2 separate regions of the Rattus norvegicus genome follow, and region 1 is linked to region 2. Evidence: chromatin contacts called from public Hi-C data. All regions are on one chromosome and are shown on one strand. The core of a region is the stretch at or near the end of the contact, and the rest is flanking DNA. Distances in the headings are between cores, read along the strand shown. Region 1 holds the start of Nr3c2 (nuclear receptor subfamily 3, group C, member 2). Region 2 overlaps Nr3c2 (nuclear receptor subfamily 3, group C, member 2).

Region 1 (3,638 bases), core at 85-2,584, 230 kb after region 2:
TTCAAACGTCCTTTAAAATTTGCAAGAGCAAAACGATCTGAAATTCATTTTTGGGGAAAGGGGAGGGTGGTAGACCGCCCACTGCCAAAGGCGGTTAAAAGCCGCTCTTTAGAGGGCATTTATCCAAAGTGGCCAAACTTTCCCAAAATAGTCCTCAGCCGGCCAGGGTGTGGGGGGGTTGTGGGGGGTGAAAAACCAAAACAAAACAACAAGCACACAGAACCATACTGACTGTGCCTCCGGATTACGCAGCGGCTTCTCCCTGCAAAGTGCAAGCCACCCTTGCCACGGCCGCACACCGGGCTGGACCGGAGGCGCCCCACTGCGCACCCCTACACACCTGCCTCGGCCAGGGTCGTCCTCTCGCCGTCTACCTGTTGCAGCGCTTGCCACCACCACGACAACCCTGCTGCGGAGCCCCCCTACATCCAACCACATCCAGACCAGCGAGTGCCGCTCTCCCTGCAGCGGGAGAGCCTGAGACAGCAGCGCTAGCGCCCAGGTGACTTGCACTGGCTTCCTCTGAGCAGCCTGAAGTTGGCTCTCTTCTCCCGGGCCCAATGACACCCGGGGTGCGCAGGAGCTGAGGGGAGGGGTCAGGGGCAGGGCCAGGGCGGGCCAAGAGGAGGGGGCGGGCGAAAGCCCCGAGGGGGAGTGGAAAGCCGGCCCTTTTAAACCCGGTCACATGTCCAGAAAGTTCAGGTCGCTGTCCCGCCCGCCGGAGCGATTTCCATTGGCCAAGGGGGAAACAAGGCTCCACGCTGTGCGGGCTAGGAGCGCTTCTCATTGGGCAATCGGGGCTGTCAGTCACCAGGCGGGCGACATGACTGATACAAAGTTGCTGCGACACAGCCTGGACTCCGCAGCTTCCTTAAAGCCGCAGAGGCGGCGTGTTCTCCTAGTTCCCGGAGGTGGCCCCGACTCGGGGCACCCCTGCACACACTACCCTTTAGCCCACTCTGCTCCTTCGCTCCAAACTTGCTCTCACCTACCCAACTGTCCCCCCACCTTCACCCGCGGTGGACCACAGGCAATCTGGAGAGAAGGGGAAAAAAGAGATGACGCGAGAGCAGCCTAGATGGTGTGCCCTCGCTTTCTCCACCTGCAGCGCCAGGTGAGCCGCAGCGTCGCACACCCGGCGCCTCCCACAGTGTCCTCAGGCCTAGGACTGCTAGGGTGGGCGTCCCCGGGACCCCTGAAGCTCTGCTCCCCGCCCCCTCCAGGTCTCAGAGTTACCTCCCTGCCGAGCAGCCGTAATCTCCGCGGTCGGAAAGCCAGAGGATCTCGTTCCCACTCGATTTCAGTTTCCTTGTTTTAACCACGCAGGAAAAGCGGGTGCTTTCAGTGCAGCCAAACCCCTTTAAACACAGCCTTCCTCCCACCCCACCCCTTGCCAAAAAAAAAAAAAAAAAAAAAAAAAAAAAAGTGCCAGGGTCAAGAGCTGAGGCGCCTGATAATTTTGTTACTGTACTTACTACTTCAGTACTGGATTTTTCCACTAGTTCAATATGCAAGAAAGCCTACTATCGAGGATACTCACTTTATAATGTTTGGAAGGGGTGCATATAATTGGGGCAGGCATACTGGAAGAGGGGAGAGCACTAAAACTATTTTCTAAGGATCGTTTGTCTGCGCGAAGAAATTTCGACTCCCTTCCTTCGCCCCCACCCTGATTTCCCTCCCGCCCACCTAAGCACTGCACTTGCTAAGCCGAAAGATGGACTCCTTAACTTTAATTTCTAAGGACTTTCAAATTGGTTTGAGGCTGGGCTTTGGACTCCCCTGCTGTCTGGGAGTCAGCACCAGTGACGTACACACCTAAATCTGGTCCCCTGGCCCTTAGCGACCCGCAGGCCGCCAGCGGCAGCTGTGCAGCTTCAGGCTCACCCTCGCTTCCCGAGTGCTGAAGCCCCAGGAGGAGGAGGGCACCTTGTGCCCAAAGGCCCCTCCTTTCCTTACAGTTTGTTAAGCCTCAGGATCCCGGATCCCAAGCCCAAGGAGACTGGAACTCTCAGCCACTCCCGCAGGACATTCCCCAGAGGCAAAGGGGACTGCAGCGAAGCCCGCAAGCTGGTTGGGACTCCGGACTCCGGTGCCCAGCAGTCCCTGGCGTGGAGTTGGCCCTGGAGCCCCTACACACACGAACCCCCCGTCGAGTGTCCCAACTTTCCCGGGAGGGTAGCTGTCATGCGCGCCGGGCGAGCACTCTCAGCATCGATCACACCCGGGGCCGCGCGCGGGTGGCGAGCTGGAGCTAGGGGAGTCCCGGACCCGGCGGCCCGGGCTCGCCAAGCAGAGCGGCTGCAATTCAGCCAGTGTGGCAGAACTATTCATTATTAAAGAAATGGACCCGGATCTTTTTACTAAGTTTTTACCTCCTTTAGGGAGGGCTGGTTTTGCCCTGAGTCGAAGCTCCTTGCAAAATCTAGGTTAGAGCGGCGCGGAGAAGCCGCCGAGCGCTCGCCAGCCTCCCCGCACCCTTGTCCCGCGCCAGCCTGGCAGGCACCAGACCTATCGCCCGCAGCCCACCTCCTTAAGCCGACCCGCTTCATCTGCCCTCTGCGCTGGCCCTGCTACCCTGGGCCTCCTTTGCGCTCCCCAGGCCCCTCCCGACACTGTCGGTGCAAAGTGACAGTCGCTGCACTCACCTTTTCTAGGACATGTTAGGGAGGCTGGGGCGGGGGAGGGGGGCAGCGAGACTCCCGCCGCCTCCGCCGCTGCCGCCGCTACCAGCAAGTCCAATACTGGCTGATCGGCAATGAGGATGGAGAGGATAGCAATCCCGGCAGTCGCCCTACTGACGGTGGGTAGAGTAATAGAGCGACAGTGCAGATACCCTGTTGGAGGCGGCGAGCCGGCGAGCCGGCGGCATTAAACCGCGCCGAGGGGGCTGTGAGCACCCGCCGGTCCCCAGCAGTGGCGGCCCGGCCTGGGGCCGGCGGGTCTCCGGGGCTGCTGGTTCGCCTCGGGGTGACTGTGGAGGTCCCGGGAGCCCACCAGTCGAGCGGTAAGACCCCGCGCCGGTAGCGGGGAAGCGCGGCTTTCCGCGCCCCCTTCCAGGGCTGGGGTGGCCGGTGACAGCTCCGGCGATAGAGAGTGGTTAGAGAGTGGTTGTGTGTGTGTGTGTGTGTGTGTGTGTGTGTGTGTGTGTGTGTGTGTGTGTGTGTGTGTGTGTTGTGTATGCGTTTGTGGGGGGCACCGCAGGGGGAGCCCGCGGCGTCCTGGTCCCCCTCCCCGGGTCACACCCTCACTAGCAGTATGAGGCAGTCCAGCGGTCCTGCCACCCGCTGGTGGGAGACAGGGGTGCTGGTGGCGGTCGTCGGAACCCCAGCCACTGATAGCAAGAAGGCCGAGGGGAAACGGAACTCCAGTGCACGCACCCTGTATGCTTCTCTTCGCGGGTCCCCAAAGTCGGCCCTGACCTGGCGCCTGGCCTCAGGTGCAGGTGCCACCGGATAGGGAGCGGAGGGCTGGAAGACCAAGAGCGGACTAGGAGGGAAAAGTTTCTTTCCTGCGCCTCCGCTGCCCACCCAGTGAGACAGCTCTTGGGTCGCTGCCCTACCCCCACCATGGGGGGGGCACCAGGCGGGCCTGGGTGTCTGCGCACCGGGGCGCGTGGGAAGCGACCGCCAGCGACC
Region 2 (4,067 bases), core at 1,201-3,700:
GCTGACCCTGAGATGTGAGGCAGCTCTGAAAGCAGGAGTGAGGGAGAGCTGCTCTGCCTATTGTCTGCTATGCGGTACTGTTTTCAAGGGAGAGATCTCTGTTTTCGATTTGGTTTATTGCTTATATTATGTTAATTGGATTCCCAAATTACAGGAGAATTCACATGCATGTGAGATGCTGTCAGTCCCTGCCCCCAGCAGGTTCTAATTGGTAAATAAAGTTGTCTGGGCAGGGAGACAGAGGTGGTTCCCTGTGCAGGGGACCAAGGAAAGGAAGAAGTTTTAGAATCGCCAGGACAGGGAAGCAGGAAGGTGAGGCCTGAGCTGCAGGAGAGAAAGCATACAGCCATGTAAGAATGGGGAAGAGTGGCCTGGGAGGCCATTCCCCCAGTTGGGTCTCAGGTAGCAGAAATGAAATATAGATTTTAGTAAGTAATAATTCAGGAATATTGGAGGTGTTAGCAATGTGGAAGTTTGGAAGTGGCCTAGCCATCGAGCTGCTTAGGGCATATTAAAATTAAAGTTGCATGTGTGTCTTTCATTAGTGAATCCAAAATATTTGGGTGGGTAGCAAGAATCTCGAGCACATGCTGGGGGGTTAGAGCAGATTAATTATTGCCTCTTCAGATCCCCTCCCCTTCCTTTTGCCCTTGCCACTAGTGGCAGGTGGCAGTTGGTCCTGCTTCTCACCTGCTTCAGGCACCTAGGATAGCAGGCCCTGCACTCTGCCTGGGGAGCATGGTAGAGCTGGACAGGTGTTGGGTGTGTAGGGGTTTGCATATTGCTGGTGAGCCAGCCCTGGGGGTATGAGAGTGGGAGGGCCAGTGGTTTTGAATTGTCTCACCCCAACATCTACCCCATTTAGGAATGGCTGCAGTTTATGAAGGTGTCAATCTTACAGATCCAAAACTACAGGATCTCCATGACACAGGGCAGCAACAGAATATCTGAGAGGAGTCTCAGTGAGGACTCAGTATTAATAATGATGTAGAAGCCAGAGGCCCTGAACCAGACCAATGACTCATTGAGATGAAATTTTGCAAGTGAAGAAGTGTGGACAAAAGGATGTACTGTGGGCACATTGTGACACACTATAGCTCCCACAACTAGAAATTTTTTTACTCTGTTGGAGAGGTGGTTGTAAGGGTGGAAAACAGGCACAAGTGGAGTGGCGGGATAAGTGGGATTGGGGTGATTGCTGTCAAATTCACAAAGAACCAATAAAAAGAACAATTAAAAAAGTGCATCAACAGGAAGTGTAAAATCTGGCCTATAGTAAAGACACACACACACACAAACACATACACAAACACATACAAACACACACACACAAACACATACACAAAAACATACACACACGCAAACACATACACAAACACATACAAACACACACACACACAAACACATACACAAAAACATACACACACACAAACACATACACAAACACATACAAACACACACACACACAAACACATACACAAAAACATACACACACACAAACACATACACAAACACATACAAACACACACACACACAAACACATACACAAAAACATACACACACACAAACACATACACAAACACATACAAACACACACACACCACAACACACACACACAAACACATACACAAACACATACAAACACATACACACACACAAACACACACACACAAACACATACGAACACACACACATACACACACACACACACACACACACACAAAAAGATTAAAAAGTGCTGGTGTTACCAGTCATCCTGGGTTTAGTTTACTTTTTTTCTTTTTTTTTTAAAAAAAGGTAAAGTGAGAAAATTCAAATAACTGTCAGCTCTTAATTAAATATAAGTGAGCAGAATACATCTCCAGCCATGATTCTACTCCATTCAATAAACATGTGTGTGTGTGTGTGTGTGTATTCATATGCATGTATATGTGTGAATACATGCGCATGCCCTAGGAGTCTAACCCAGGGGCCTCACGCCATCCAGTCAAGTACTCTACCTGTGAGCCATACCGCAGCCCAAAGATTTTCAAGGCAAGGTTGAAGAACTCACAAAGTAGCCCATTCATTGCCTCCAAGACTTTACATTATAGAGGTTCAGGGAGCTTCGGGAAGTTGGAATAAGACATATGGTATTGATGTGATGTTACTTTAAGATATGGCTATACAAGGGGAAGGGGAAGAAGACTTTATGAAGAGAGGACCAGTCAGGAATGGGGTAGGGTACAGGGCGAATATTAGTAATAGATATATGAAAACGTCGAAAGAAAGGAACCATCTCAGTCAAGCCCTAGAGAATGTTTAGAATTTGAAACATCGAGAGGACAGATGTACAGTGACTCAAACAAAGAATTTGCTCCAAGAGAGGCAGGGGCATAGCTAATGTGTGGAGGCAGAGTCAGGCCGACAAAGCTCTGGCAGACCCAGGCACTGAGCAGCAATCTGCAGGATGAGGTAACTGGAGGGTGATTAGGGCCGGCCAAAGCTCTGAGGACAACGCCCTGCCTCCCTGCCCCCTTCTTAGAACCATCAGGAATAAGGATCCCTCCGTACTCACGCACTCCTTTGACACAGGCACAAAACAAGCACAGGTTGAAATCTCTCTACACATGAGTCCAAAATAAGCCTTTCTCTTCTGTACAAGTTTATCTTGGGTACTCTGACACAGGAATGGAAAGCTGACTGACATTCTCTCCTGGGTCTCACGCTCACTCGGGGAACTCTTTGCTTAATGTCTCCAATGTGTCCTCATCTGGTAGGAAACTCTCTTCAACCTTTCGAAGGCCCTTTGTGGTTCTTCTTTACAATTTTAAAGCTACAGTTGGTTATTTGGGGAACCTTGAAATCGTCTTCCCTTTCGACACTATTTTCCGGCTTTGATGGGTAACAACACCCCATGACTCCTTCCCCTGAGATTTTCTTGGGTCCTGTCATCTCTCTCAGTGCCTTCTCCCCTGAGTTCAGGTTCTTTGGGGTCAACTTCTAAGTTACAGAGGTGTGAAGCTTTGATCTACACACTGACTTCAGAGAAATGATTTTGTCTTTCTATTTGCTAATTTGCTACACAAACCAGCACAGAGATCACATGACACAGAAGGGTTTAATGAATGGTGTTATTGCTACTGTCCCCACTCTAGCTATTAGCTTTTAAAATTACTTGTATTTTAAATTTACTTAAAATTTTTTTTCATATAATATATTTTGTTCATTTGATTTCCCTCTCCCAGATTTTCCCCTACCCCCATTCAAATTCATGGTTGTTTTTTTTTTCTCTCTCTCATGAAAAAGAAATTCAAGAAAGAAAAGAAAGAAAGAAAAAAGAAAGAAACCCTACCAAATAAACCGCAAAAGCACATAAAAATGAAGAATATTTGTCCTGAGTATGGGCAGCCACAGAATATGTTGTAGGCCCAGAGTCATCTCTTTGAAGAAAATTGATGTCCCCTTTCCCAACAGATACCATTTGCAAATAGCTTCTCGGTGAGGACCTGGACTTTGTTTGCACTTCCCCTTCTCTGTCTGACTTGACTTTGGACAGGTCTTGTGTGTGACATCATACTTTCTGTCCATTCCTACATGCTGCTGTGTCCTCTCCAATCTTCATTTCAGATAGTAACTTCTAGTATTGTTTCTTACCAGGGCTGTGCTTGGAGTCAAACCATCTGTTTCTATGGCGTACTATTTCAACAGGAAGTGTTTCTTAAACTTAAAAACAACAACAATCACAACAACAACACCAACAACAACAGCAACAACAGCCTAGCTGGCTGTGAGGCACATACCTTTAATCCCAGCACTTAAGATCTCTTTCAAAAGCAAACAAACAACTTGAAAATGTATGTTTTTTTCTTACAGACCTTGATACACTAAAAAACAAACAAACCAACACAAAAGGAGAGCTCCTGAGGTTGAAATGACTGTGGAGAGTGTGGTCTTCTGTTGGTGCCTGACTGGCTGAGGAGATCTTTAGTTCTAGACTCTAAGTGCTTGTTTTACATATCAAAGCAGACTTGGCCTCCAGGTTCTCCTAGCATCCCTCAGTCTCTACCTGGCATACCCTGTCCACA

What was found. A called contact is a pair of places that touch in the nucleus more often than the background predicts.
Region 1: a contact with region 2 is called in a Hi-C map of psoas muscle, with 2.0 times the contacts expected there. The contact joins the promoter of Nr3c2 here to the enhancer-like site in region 2.

What each region holds. Positions count from the first base shown.
Region 1 is chr19:47,960,950-47,964,587 of GRCr8, forward strand. Nr3c2 (nuclear receptor subfamily 3, group C, member 2) reads right to left here and starts at 1,335. Exons shown (of 9, transcript NM_001395077.1): 1 at 1,237-1,335.
Region 2 is chr19:47,728,966-47,733,032 of GRCr8, forward strand. All of the region lies in intron 3 of Nr3c2 (nuclear receptor subfamily 3, group C, member 2), which reads right to left. Among named protein-coding and RNA genes, the nearest start is that of Nr3c2, 230 kb to the right of the region's middle. Within about 2 kb of position 2,451, at least 4 of the 93 cell types and tissues checked have an H3K27ac peak or open chromatin away from gene starts, as enhancers often do.